2 separate regions of the Gossypium hirsutum genome follow, and region 1 is linked to region 2. A link is a contact called in public Hi-C data. All regions are on one chromosome and are shown on one strand. The core of a region is the stretch at or near the end of the contact, and the rest is flanking DNA. Distances in the headings are between cores, read along the strand shown.

What was found. A called contact is a pair of places that touch in the nucleus more often than the background predicts.
Region 1: a contact with region 2 is called in a Hi-C map of leaf, with 1.7 times the contacts expected there. The contact joins two enhancer-like sites. A contact is called at or near these places in 6 of 34 Hi-C or Micro-C datasets (anther, callus and leaf).

What each region holds. Positions count from the first base shown.
Region 1 is chrA12:4,422,019-4,429,047 of Gossypium_hirsutum_v2.1, reverse strand. It overlaps the pseudogene LOC107928823. Among protein-coding and RNA genes, the nearest start is that of LOC107928803, 9.3 kb to the right of the region's middle. Within about 2 kb of position 5,102, at least 7 of the 9 cell types and tissues checked have an H3K27ac peak or open chromatin away from gene starts, as enhancers often do. A contact at or near this core is called in leaf, where this site is marked.
Region 2 is chrA12:4,268,217-4,275,529 of Gossypium_hirsutum_v2.1, reverse strand. No RefSeq gene overlaps it. Among protein-coding and RNA genes, the nearest start is that of LOC121210828, 11 kb to the right of the region's middle. Within about 2 kb of position 2,074, at least 4 of the 9 cell types and tissues checked have an H3K27ac peak or open chromatin away from gene starts, as enhancers often do. A contact at or near this core is called in leaf, where this site is marked.

The DNA.
Region 1 (7,029 bases), core at 3,853-6,352, 150 kb before region 2:
TATTTTATTTTAGAATAAGGTTTTTTAAACCTTATTAAACTCCATCTATTTTATATTGATTAAAATAAGGTGTTTCAATCTTACTAAACTCCTATTAGAATATGGCTTTACAAAGTCTATAAATAGACATAGTCTATTCCTCTTGTATTAATTCAAATTCGACATAGTGAATGTTTTTCTCCTCTGCCCATGGTTTTTTCCTGAAAGGGTTTTCACGTAAAATCTGCGTGTTCTTTATTTTTATTTCTCTTTTCTTTGTGATATATTGTCATTACCGATGTTCTATTTTTTACATTATGTTCTTAATTATATTATTTATACTTATATTTAATTTATTGTGTATTTAGGGAATAATTGGAGAAAAATGAGCTTAAAGTTTATTTTGACAAGTTTTTATGGATTGGACTTTCAATACAATGTAGCTTCAATATTTTGGTTATAACATGAGCTACTAGCGTCCATTTTGGACCCATAATATACTAATTCAAAGGTAATTGAAAAATCTATCTAAAGGCATTTCACGAATTAAGCCCAAAAACGTCAGAAAGACGTCCAAAACAATCGAAAAGTTTGACGCAAAAATTACCAAGATATCTTGAAAAATTCCGCTTTATGTAACTAAGGGCACTTTTGTATTTTCTTCCATATTTTTTTTGCCTTATAAATAAAAATTATTAGATTGAGAGATAGTTGTTATTAGTTTTATTTGGTTTCTTTATTTTATGGATTACTAAATCCTCTTTTCTAGTTAAATGTTTTATCAAAGTTTGATTTAATGAATTCGTGAGACCTAACTTGCGTTTTAATTCTTCTTTGTTCTTTAATATTCATGCATCTTCTATTTTAATTACAAGTGCTCAGGTTTATTAGATATCCGAGTGGTATTTGATAGCTTAGAATGGTTACCTTGTCAATTAGAATAGTTAAATCCGTAATTGTTTAATTCATTCTAATACTAATGACGAACTGCATAACTCGTTTATGTTGTAGTTTACGTTTTTGTGGTATGGATATGTGATCTAGCTTAAATGGACTCAATTGAGGTGAGTTTGTTAGTTAGAATTAGACCTCTATCATTCTAAATGTTGCCCATGAATTAAATCTTGGGCGCTGAGTTATAGCGTTATTTATCGATTAGGAAAGTAATTTCAAACAACCTACCTCTTGGTTATCGAACAAGTAATGAGAGATTGGTTACCTGACACTGAGTTAGCAAGAACTAATTTATTAAAGGCATTAAAATTATCCTTGCATTGATGATCAAATCTATGAATCAAATGAAGATTTTACTTTTGGCTAGAGTTTTTCCTCATTGATTTTATTTTATTTTACAATATCTCTTTACTTTGTTCTAATTTTAATTTTACTTTTTAATTTTAAAACCCGTTTATTTTTATTTTTGTTTTTATTGAAGAAATAAAATTATCACTGATCTCTATGGATACGACTCTACTCCCTACTATCTACTATTTTATATTTTTCAAGTAGGTTTTATTTTTGTAGGTCTTAACAGCCTAACACTTTATCCTTGATCACCAATATTCTTTCTTTATGCTTTTCTAAAAGAAGGCTTTTTTACCTTAATAATCCAAAAAAAAATTAAATACCAAAATGAGTCACCCTATAAATTAATTATCGAAATGGATCGCTTGCTATAGTAGTTTTCGATGCTGCCATGGATTTTTTTTTAAATTTTTATTGGAGCCTCCTGACACATTGGGGACACAAGACTACAATACAATTAGTTATTATATTGACCATATTATAAACTAATTGTTTGATTCCCACAAATAATGTTATTTTGTCAAAACATAATAAACTCACCTTTTGGAGGAAAAAAATAAAATGAGATATGTGGGAATTAAACTCGCAACCACAAAATCTTACACTCTACCACTTAAGCTAAAATAGCTATTTTATAATACAATAAATATAATCACTAATTACATTTTAGTTTGGTGTCGTCAATGTGTCTAACAGCAGCAATAAAAAATCATTTTTAAAAAAAAATTCATGTAGTACCGCCAATCAATCAGGCGACACTAAAAAATACTGTAACAAATGATCTATTTCAATAATTTATTTGTAGGATAACTCATTTTGATATTTAATTATTATTTTTGAATTATTGAGGTGAAACATTGGAGTTCTTGGTTCGAGGTATCATTGTAGACCTAAGTACAGTATTATTGAAAGGACTGGAATCCAAACTAGACTCAGTCAAGGTATCATGAGGACTATCCTCCAATGTCTTCTTCTTCTTGTTCTGTTTCGCTACAATAGGAGCTTTACCTTTTGCTTTCCTGGATAAGGCAAAATCAACAAGTTCTTTGGTCACTATAGACCTGATTCTACAGGAAATAAACTTTCCTTTTGCTACTGTTGTGAAATCGCCTTCTTACCAATGAGGTAAGGGTAAAGAGAAGAAAGACTGATGAAGGGTGTTGTCCACAATATGATGCTTTAATTGAGACAAGGACCCTGTAGTCTGTGGTTGCCCATTTACAGCTAACATTGGGAAATCGTTGGTACTACAACATGACTGGGCTTTCTTTTTTTCCTTCATCCTTGGAAGACTGAGTTAAAATGATTTTGCTTAAGTCTTATAGTTCCACAATCGATGGAGAATGGCCAACCTTATTTCTGATTTTGCTTAAGTCTTATAGTTCCACAATCGATGGAGAATGGCCAACCTTATTTCTGATTTTTTCTTGGTTGATTTGGAAGCATAGGAATAATTTTATTTTTAAAGGAGCTAGTTACAGTAACATGGATTTGATGGAAACTAGTATAGCTTGGGCTCGCAACATTTCTAATTCGGTAAGGGTGAATAATATTTGTTGTAGTGATTACACCAAAGAGTATTAGCAGCCACCACCTGTGGGGTGGGTTAAAGTTAATATTGATGGCAGTGTACCCAAACATACATCATTTGCTGCTATGGAGGGTGTGATTCGGGATCATAAGGGGAATTGGTTATTTGGTTTTATCATGAGAATTGACAGATCTGGCATTTTCTAAACAGAAGCAAAGGGCACTTTATGAGGGACTCATGGTTGCTTGGCATGAAGGGTTCCAACAAATTGAAATAGAAAGTAATAATGCTATCTTGATTGATGTGGTTAGTAATGGATATGATGTTGACAGTAATATTTTAGAAATTCGACTTATACATACTATGATATTGAAGAAATGGCAAGTTAAATTTCGACATGTTCCAAGGGAGCAAAACAAGGTTGTGGATTGCATGGCAAAGATGTCGAATGGAGATTTAAATGTGAAATGTTACTTTGTTGAGCCACTTGAGGGTGTTTGGAATCTACTAAAAAATGATATTCAGTAAGAGAAGAGATTGTATGAAATTGTGATTCCACATCATCTCTATCCCTTTCCAATAGGAGAATGACAAATAAATTTTTTCTCTTGATTTTCAACTTTTTCTTCCTGAAAAAAAGCTAAAAACCAGGAGGAAAAATATGATTTGTTATTCTTCTATTGGAAAAGAGATAGGGATGATGTGGAATCACAGTTTCATACAATCCTTTCTCTATTCAACAGTCTAGAATAAGATTTGACTCGTAGTAGAGTTATGTGATTAAAATTTTATTTCTATTTCTTTTAACCAAAAAATATATATACATATATATATATACACGCATTGAATGAATTAAAAAACATATACGTATTGAAATTGTTAATCCAAATATTAAGGTTCCATTTGTTGTTTTATAATTCACATAATTTTTTTTTGGTAATTCACATTAAATTTAAGACTAATTTACCTAAAAAGGCTCATCTCCAAGTATATTTACGGCACAATTATTTACTGGAAAGGGTCTCTTTTTGCAAAACGTACCTATGTGGCCACGTTTAAGGGGAAAAATGCCAGCAAAGCGCGCCCCTGGGGAGCTTTTTTGCCACGTCAGCCAAAATAAGTTAGGGATATTTGCATGTTTAGTACCTAAAGTTTTTTAGGGGTTTTAGGGTTAGGGTTTTGCAAAAAATAAGTTAAGGTTTAGTGTTTAGGTTTTTTTAAAAAACAAGTTAAGGTTTAGAATTTTAGTAGATTTTAAAAATAAATCAGGAGTTGGTGTTATTTTATAAAAATTATTTAAATTAGGGTTTATGGTTTTTAAATAAATTAAATAAATTAGGGTTTTTAAGGTTTTAAATAAATTAAGGTTTAAGGTTTATAGGTTTTAAATAAATTAAAATAAGGTTTTAAATAAATTAAATTAGAGTTTATGGTTTTTAAATAAATTAAGTAATTTAGGATTCTAGGGTTTTAAATAAATTAAATTAGGGTTTAGGGTTTATGGTTAAATTTAAGTAAATTAGGGTTTAGTTTTTTTTAAAATAACATTGTGTTTATTTTTTTAACAAAATTGATTATTTTTACCCCCAAAAAATAATTTTGAGAAGACATTTCTGAACAAATAGTATCAAAAACGCTTCAAGTAGGATGCACTATCAGCAAAAATACAAAAAAAAGCTCCCACGTGGATGTTCTTTTTCTACAGTAGTTCCTGAAAAAATAATTTTGAGAAGACATTTATGAATAGTGTCAAAAACGCTTCAAGTAGAATACACTGTCAACAAAATTATAGAAAAAAGCTATCACGTGGACACTCTTTTTCTATAGTAGTTCATGAAAAAATAATTTTGAGAAGATGTTTCTGAACAAATAGTGTCAAAAACACTTCAAGCAAGATGCATTGTCAACAAAATTGTAGAAAAAAACTCCCACGTGGACGCTCTTTTTCTACATAGTTCCTGAAAAAATAATTTTGAGAAGATGTTTCTGAACAAATAGTGTTAAAAATGCTTCAAGCAGGATGCAATGAACTTAAATGAAAATTTCTGAACAATTCAATAACCAAATAATAAAAAAAAATTAATTAAATAAACAAAATAAAAACTTATCAATAATTTAATAACTAATGGTATAGTTTACCCTAATAATAAATACTATTAAACTTTCCAAAATTTTTCCACAACCTTCTTAACAGGAATAGTAAATTAGAAGGCCAAGAAAAATAGGAACCTAGGGTTTACGATGTAAACGGCGACGTTTGAGATACGGGGCTCAAACTCTAGGCTAGAAAAATCGCTCACCTCCTCCATATCATCCCTCTCGTTGACGCCCAAAACGCTCTGCTCTTCTCCGTACCCATTTTTCTTTACTTCCAAAAGATCCCATGGTATGTTTGTTAATCTCATCATCTCCTACTCTGTTTTAGATCAGAAAATGAATTCTTTTTTATTTGGTTTTGCAGGCCCCAAAGAAGGACAAAGCCCCTCCTCCTTCATCTAAGCCAGCCAAGTCTGGAGGTGGAAAGCAGAAGAAGGTCATCTTTTTATTATATCTTATGCTATATATATAATGGGGTCGATCTCTCTGCTTTTCAAAAGTTAAATATGAAGTGGGGGGGTTTTTGTTGTTGTATTAACAGAAGTGGAGTAAGGGAAAGCAAAAGGAGAAGGTGAACAACATGGTACTATTTGACCAAGCTACCTATGACAAGCTTCTCTCTTGAGCTCCTAAATACAAGCTTATCACTCCTTCAATCCTCTCTGATCGTATGAGGGTACTTTTTTCATTTCTACCTCTTTATATTATATGTTAATCATTTGTTGTTGTATTTTTAATGTTGTTTCCCTTTGCATGATGTTTACCTTTCTTTTGCATTTGTGATGATATTAGTTTTCGATTTGATTTATGGTGTTGTCTCTAGTCTGGAGGTTGAGATCTAAATAGTTCATTCTATTTGATGTCGGCTTGTCGCCCTGCTCAATTTTTTGGAAAATAAACGTTTATCTGGCACGAGTTTTTTATTGTTGGATCAATGGTGACTGCTACACGGATAGATGAATTTGGGCACCCTAATTCTTAGTTGTTTATTCAATGTCTGACCTCGAATGGTGATCTAAAGTCGGGTTATTTTGGGTCATAAACTCTTGTTGTATGTATTGCTGTGACAAAATAATATGTTCATACACTCGTGTTATAGAGTTAGAATGTTGGTTCCAGGTCAGGTTGACATTCTTTTTATAGAATGTTTGCTTCTAGTTCGCATGCGCGAACTCTATTGAATGGGGTCTAAACCCGGCAACTGTGTCTAATATGTTTTTCTTTTTTTATGTGTGTGTGTGTGTGCACTTCACAGATTAACGGATCACTTGCAAGGAAGGCAATACGGGAGTTGATGGCAAGAGGGTTGATTAGGTTGGTCTCTGCGCATTCAAGCCAGCAGATTTACACTAGGGCAACAAACACCTAGATCTTTAGTTATATTTTTGCAATTAGTTCTAAGAAGTATTGCCATGGTTGAGTTTTGACTTGGATAAATGATTTTTCCCCCCTTTAAATTTGGTTTAAAACTTCTCTTTGGCTACTTTTTGTAGAATGATTTAATGGTTGAATTTCAGCTTCTTTGGCCACTCAGCTTTCCTAAGTGAAATTGATAAGGTGTTTTAGTAGTGTGTTTAAAACCTTAAAATGTCCTATTTGAGGAAATTGAGGCCAAGCAACTCCTCTTTCTGTGTTAACTTGCTGGATTTTGAGGAAACGCGGGGGTAGAAGATCAGAATCATAATGTGGAGGAAATGGTTATTCATAAGAAGAGAAATTTGGGTCCATTTCTTTGTTCTGGAGCGTTCCATGCCTTGAACTAGGGTTAAATCTTCAGAAGCATTTAGAGAGATCTTTGAAGTATTTGTGTTGGCTGCTTATCTCCTATCCTATTGCCAAAGTTTGTTCTTTAATCTGGATTAATTTGTTCATTTTTTAAGTAGAAAGAGGAAAATACAAAGACTTTCATAGTACTCTGCTTATTTTATGAGAGCTTGGGCAATCGAAATTGAATAAGTAAAACATAAAATGATCATGTGAAGAACTAAAGTAAGAAACAAATATCAATGAATGTTGAAAGTTGGACCAAAACAGAGGAAATGATGACGATAATGGCAACTTATCTCTAACCACCTTAACCCGCATATCTTAACATTTTTGGCAAGCTTTCAAACTTA
Region 2 (7,313 bases), core at 825-3,324:
TATCGGAGAATTTAAAAATTATTAGATAAATTTAGTATAGGCTATTAATTCACTTTGAGAGTGGAATAATAAATTTTTTTTTTTGGTAAAAAGAAAAACTTAATATAATCTATCTATATAGAAGCCTTTTGATCAAGGCTAACACCACTTGTTTTTACAATAGAAAATATTGCTAATACTTCTTTTGGGATCTCATAAAAAATTGTCAAATTTTGACCCGTATTAACTCCCTAGAAATGTGTTGCATGTCTCAATGCCCAACTTTCGCTAAAAGTTGATAAATTCTTGTAATGAGGGTGAAGAGTGAGTCAGACGAGGAGAAATCCCGAATAGACTTAATCACTCCAAACTATCTGCTTGATTTTATAATTTCATCTTTTGAGAAAAGATGTTTCAATAAGATAAAAGATAATCATGACTTATAAAGTTATAATCTAATTAATGATTAGTTGACGTTGAATTATTTTCCGCTCAACTTAACACCAACATAAAAATATGTAATTATATTTTTATCGAGAATCAACATAAATAATTTTAAAAAGCGTCGAATAATGTGACTTTATATATACAAAATTGATCGAAATGTCAATAATTTGTATTATAAAATTAGAGAAATATGTAGCTCCATTGATGGGACTATGAAGAAATGGAAGGTAAGGGGTAGTCGTAATAAGTAGATATAGTATGGAAGTGGTGGGTACAAGTCCAGAGAGGATGAAGGCTACTTCCATTATCATTCCAAAAGAAACTTGAGGGGGGCCTTCCCCTCACCCCTCCTTCCCATGTACTTACACATGAACTAATACTATAACTAAGGCCAAATGGGCCCTCTCTTTCTCTTTCCTTCCATCACTTCCTCTCTACTCTATTTATTACAAATACTAATTTTTATACATCATCTAAATTAAAATGGGTCTATTTGGATATACGGTAAGATTAATTATTGTAATAGTAATAAGAAAAAGAAAGAAAATAACCAGTAAGGATATTATTTAAAATATTAAATTATTTTCTATATAATATTTTATTTTTAATAAATAAATAAAAATTAATAATAATATTGTTTCAAACTATTTTTTTATTCTTTATTTTTAGTTAATTTATATTAATTATATAGTAATAAATATTTTCATTAGCTTATTAAAAAACTTGTATATTTATTTTTTATTATTTATATATGAAATAATCACTTGATGATTTGTAAAATAATTATACAAAATTTAAGGGAAGTTTTAAGGCAAAAAATGAGGAAATTATGTGCCAAAGCTCAAAAGAAACGAACAAAAATGTAGGGATATAATAGACCATGAAAGACTGGTGAGAATGAAAAGGCAGACAGGAGGATGAAAAAATTGAGGTGCTAAACACTTAGCACGCCTCACTGGAGCTTACTGATAAACTTTTCGTATATTTAAAATTTAATTTTTTTTTATTTTTTAAAATTTAAATCTAATTGTTAAACTCGTTAAAAATATTTTTATTAATTTAAATAAAAGTTGGGGTTATTGGTCAGTGAAACGTCTTTGTGGCAATGTGGTCCAATCATATTGAATGGTTTACAAAATTTTCAGCTTTCGGCTTAGTCCATAGCGATATACATACGCCAACTCTTTTCATTAGAATACATTTGTTAGAGGAAGCACTCAATCTTTCCCTCTTATGCGGTTATGCCTGCAGTAACCCCCCGAAAACGAGGTGTCCCCATTCAAAGGCGGCCTTTCATACTTTGTCAAACTTAATTTCTAATTTTTTTTATTATAAATTAGTCTAAAAATAATAGAGGAAGGAATCTTAAATATTTAGATTTGATCTTTAATTTTTTTTAAAAAAAATATAAATAAATTAAATTAAATATCATACCCAAACTGAATTCAAGTTAGTAGCCAATACTGATGTGGTCTGAAAAAAAAATAATTATAGAAGGAGAGAGAGGAGGCGGCAATGAAAGATTGCAGCAGATCCGATGTAAAAGAGCGGATCCTAGTGAGTTGCAGGCCCCAACCCCTCTCCATTCTGAAGGCTTTTCAGAGATATCAATGGTGTTGGGATTCGCCTATACTCTTATATCTTATGTACCATTCCACTACCCACTACCCACTACCCATTAGGACACCAAGGGGTTTTTTTTCTCTCTCCAATTGTTCAAAGAAATAATCCTAGTTTTTCAAAAAATATTAATTTTAATAAATCTAAAAAGAGAAGAGATTTTATGTAATAATAATATTATTTTTTTAATAATCTTACGCCACATCAATAATTTTATTTTGAATTTGATTTTTTATAGGATGAACATACTGATATAATATAAAACTATTAAAAAAGAAATATCGATGACATAACATCAATATTTCATACAATTATTTCCCATCCTAAAACAAATGTAATAGAACTTTTAGTTCCATAAATATACACATAACACTCTTCAAACTCCACGAGTTCCTTTGATCAAAGTACTATAAATGTCTCTGAATTATAAATTAGATTGTATTTTATTTTAATTATTCAAAAAATAAGTAAATTAATTTTTATATATTAAGCCACAAATTAAATTAGTCACTTTTATTATTATCTATTCTTATAGTTAAAAATTAGCATAATTAATAAAATAATTAAATTATTGCCATGTATATTTCATTCTAATATATATGAATAAACTTTAAATAGTAAAAATAAATATAATTTTTAATAAAAATTAATTTACTTATTTTATAAATAGAGGAAGTAAAACTCATAATGTGACCTAGTTTTGAGTGCATCTACTTACATGGATGTCACGACTGTGCCATTTCCTTTAATTTGCCTTGTTTTAAGTAATAAGTTTTAAAGCCGTAAAGCAGAACTTCTCTGCGTATCTTAGGCAGCTTTTTCAAAAGGTCTGTCTGATATACACAGTATTATTAGTATATAAAAGCTGCATGTCCAAACGTATCCAACATTTTTATATCTTAAAAATTTATAGTTAAAATATTTTACATTTAATATACTAATAATGTATATAAATTAAAAATAAAGGTGATTAAATTTAATTTTAAAACATTTGATAAAATGATATTTTAAATATGGACAATATATTAATATGTACCGAAATTTGAAAATTCTGAAAATGGAAACTTTGTTTGAAACCTAGATATTTTATTAGATGATGAGATAGGTATGGAGTTCTTATTTTTAAGGGTAATCTATAAAAATAGTTATTTTTATTTGCTCCAAGTTACATTTTAGTCATTTATGTTTGAAATGTTACGTTTTAGTCACTTATGTTATTATTTTGTTACGAAGTGATCACTTTACCGTTAAGTTCCGTTATCTCTCTAACGGTAATCCTACGTGGCAGTCAAACTAGATTTTAGGTACTAACTTGAATTTCTAAATGTGTGAAAATAGATTTTTAATTAAAAAAATTAATTAATTAAAAATTTTAAACCTAAACCTTAACTAAAAAAGCTATTCATCTTCTCTTTTTTATTTTTCTTCCATCTCTTCTTCTTTTTTAATGATTTTTTTTATTTGACTAGAAAAACTATTATTAAGATCAAAATAGTTGAAATTAAATTGACCACTTCATAAAAATGGATTCAATTGAGGGTTCAGGTATATCTTTTTTGCATTCCTCTATCTCTTTTATTCAATACTAAAAAAAAAGATTAAATTTTTTTATTGTTTAATGAAATCCCTAAACTAAAATTCTTGAAATTAAAAATCGGTTTCTTCTCGGCTTCAGGTCACTTTATCAATGAAATCAATGTTTAAGCTTGAAAATGTATGTTACGTTTCTCTTGTCTAATGTTTTTCTCCAGGTGGATGGCAGGGCTACGATTGAGTTAGAAATTCTTAGATTTTTTGGTAATCCACTTGAATTCCTTCAAAAATTTTAATTTAAAGTTTTATTAAACAATAAAAATCTAATCTTTTGTTTTTCAGTGTTGAATAAAAGAGATAGAGGAATGCAAAGAAGACATACCTGAACCTTCCATTGAATCCATCTTTATGAAGTCAATTTGATTTCAACTATTTTAAACTTAATAATAGTTTTTCTAGTCAAATGAAAAAAAACATTAAAAAAAAAGAGACGAAAGAAAAATAAAAAAGAGGAGATGAACAATTTTTTTAGTTAAGGTTTAGATTTAAAAATGTTAATTAATTAAAATTTTTAATTAAAAATCTATTTTCATCCCATTTAAAAATCTAAGTTAGCACCTAAAATCTATTTGGACTGCCATGTAGGATTACCGTTAGAGAGATAATGGAATTTAACAGTAGAGTGATCACTTTGTAACAAAATAATAACATAAGTGACTAAAACGTAACATTTCAAACATAAGTGACTAAAATGTAACCTTGAGCAAACAAAAGTGACTATTTTTATAGATTATCCTATTTTAAATTATTAAAAAATGTATAGAGATCAAAATTATTAATTCATTCTTACTAAACCTAGAAGTACTAAAAAGAAAAAAAAATGTATCTTGAAATTTGTTTACAACCTCCCATGCATGCACCAAAACAAATAAGGATGAAGCAAGTGTGGACATAGGAATCCTTAGTAAATGCTACGTGTTAGAATTTAGGTTATATATTGCCAACTAATTTATTGATTTTTAAAAAATATTCTAATCTGCCGTATAACACTGATCAAAACTCTCTACGACTGTTATGATATGTATGCAGACTTGGATGTGGCATTGTTGGGATTGGAGTTTGGAACAAGGAACAAACATGGCGATTTCGATGGTTAATGATGAACTGCCCGGAACTCTTCACGAGTTATATGAGGAAGGAAAATATTTTATTGAAAAATGCTTTGTTAAAGATCCAAAGAAGCAATGGACATTTGAGGGATCATCCATTTATGGTCAGTGATGATGAGTTTTTTTTTTTTTTCTTCTTAATCACATGTTAGTGGTGTTAGCTTATCACAATAATAAATAAACTTAAGTATCAAAATCGGCATCTTAAAAGTAAATATACCATATTAGAAATTTGACTCAATTACAGGGGCCTTTGTACTAATTATATATATATTGTTTTGCAGGAAATTAATAGTGTTGGCATATGCAAAGATTTAATTCTTAAAATAAATGAATGTAGAGTTAAAATTAAATGGTTACGATAAGTAAATAAAGGCAAGGCTCAAACACAATATAATGAAGTAATTAATACTTTAAACACAAATACTTCATGAGCAAATAAAATTTTCTCTAATTACAAATTATTCCAAATATTTCATACATTTATATACACGACATGAACATTTTTCTTAAATTAAATTACAATGATAAACATATATATAATATGTTGAGAAAGTTCTGAGCAGTGTTAAGGAGGAGTGCCAACTCAAAAACTTATCATGTTTAGTGTTGGTAAATTTTGGTAACAAGATTCTTGAGCTTTGATTTTTATTAATACTTTGGATAACTACAAGCTCATTTATGATATTCAAACCAATTATATTAACCTATCCAGAAGATTGGTTTGGATTGGATCAAAGAAATCAACTTCAACTTTGGTGAGATTAAATCGAATTGGGTTAAACTTGGAAGCATATATTGAATATTCAAGACTTATCCTGATCTCATTGAAGTTGTTTTATGTAACAACTCATTTTTCAGTAGTTTCAGAATCCCATTTTCGATTATCGAATTCGTAAATATTATTATTTAATATTTATGAGGTTAATATAAAGGCTAATTAAAGTTTAGTCCTTTAATTTTGTCAATTGGACAATTAATTGTGATATAATGACTAAATTATAAAAATGATAAAAATAAATCACTATAGATTTTTAATTAATCAAAGGGTCCATGGAGCAATTAGACCTTTCTTAAACCACCAAACGATGGTGGATGACAACTTTAATATTAAACTTAATTATTTTAATATTAAATTAATAGAATATTATTAAATTTATTTAATATTAAGATAATCACTCTAATATTATATTAATAAAATACTATTAAGATAAATATTAAATTTAATTTAATATTAAATATATAAAAATAATATTTTTTAGGAATAATTAATCTGAAATCAAATTATCTAGTAGAGTCTCGATAGGAGTGTGATTCTTCCACTACTCAATCGCTGAAGGACCACCCATTGGCCACCGGAATGTCGTCGTTGCCTTTGCCAGCATCGTCGTGTCCGATGGTGCAATCACAGGTGCAACTGTAGGTGCAACAACCTCACGACACCCCGAGCTAGTTCGACTGTTGCAAGTTCGGTCCAGGCTAGTGACGGCCCGATCAATCCAGTCCGGCCATCGGTGAGACTAGGCCCGGTTTCACATACCAAACCCGATTCATCCAATTATTGGGTCTCGATCTCGATTTTGGGTTTTTGAGCCCAATTTTTAATCTCATGTTCAATTTTCAAGTTCAATTACCCATTGACCCAATTGTCTAACTTGAAAATTAATTTTCAAAAATATCATTTTTATTTTAATTAATTTGGTTAATTTAATTTTACTTGATTAAAATTAATTTTCTCAAAAATCACTTAGATTTTTCAAATTAATTTTTCAAGAAAATTCTTTAATTAAATTATCTATTTGAACAATTATCACGACAGCCTAATTTAATTCCACATCTAATAAATTGACTCAATTAAATTATTTTCAAAGTCGTAGAATTTCCTTCTGATTTAAATGTTGTCCAATTGAGCTTTTGTTAAGCTAACAAATGGAGCATCAGACATATACAATTAAGCTAGGGTAATTGCAATTATGTCTAGAAGCATCGTTTCAATAATTGCAATTTACTTAATCATAGAATCTGGCCATAAGAAGTACCATGATTAAAAACTCCTTATTATATACTCTTTACGAAATCAATTCATCCAATCATGTGTGTGTTACCCTCATTTGACATCCTTGATTCTTTTGAGTTAAATTTGTTTACTCAATAAAATTCTATTTTATCTCATTGTCACCATTGTGTCTTCTTAATGATTAATATAATCATTGTCAGTAAATGACTGTGATAAATTGCTTGTGTGAGAATAAGCAACCAGTGATATCAATCCACACAATGCCAATGAGAGTAGAGGTGTGCATGGGCCGGGCTACCCGGCCAGCCCGAAGGCCCGCCCGAAAAATGGGAGAGTTCGGGTAAAAATATAGGCTCGAAATATGAGTTTTGGCAAAAAAATGAGGCCAGTTTAGAAAACGGGCCGGGCTTGGGTAAAACTTTTTTGGCCCGGGCCCGGCCCGAATTATATACTAAATATATATTTTTTATTTTTAATCATATTTACATTTTATTTTTAATTTTAATATAATCACTTTTTTTATATTTTCAATTTGTATATTGTTTTAA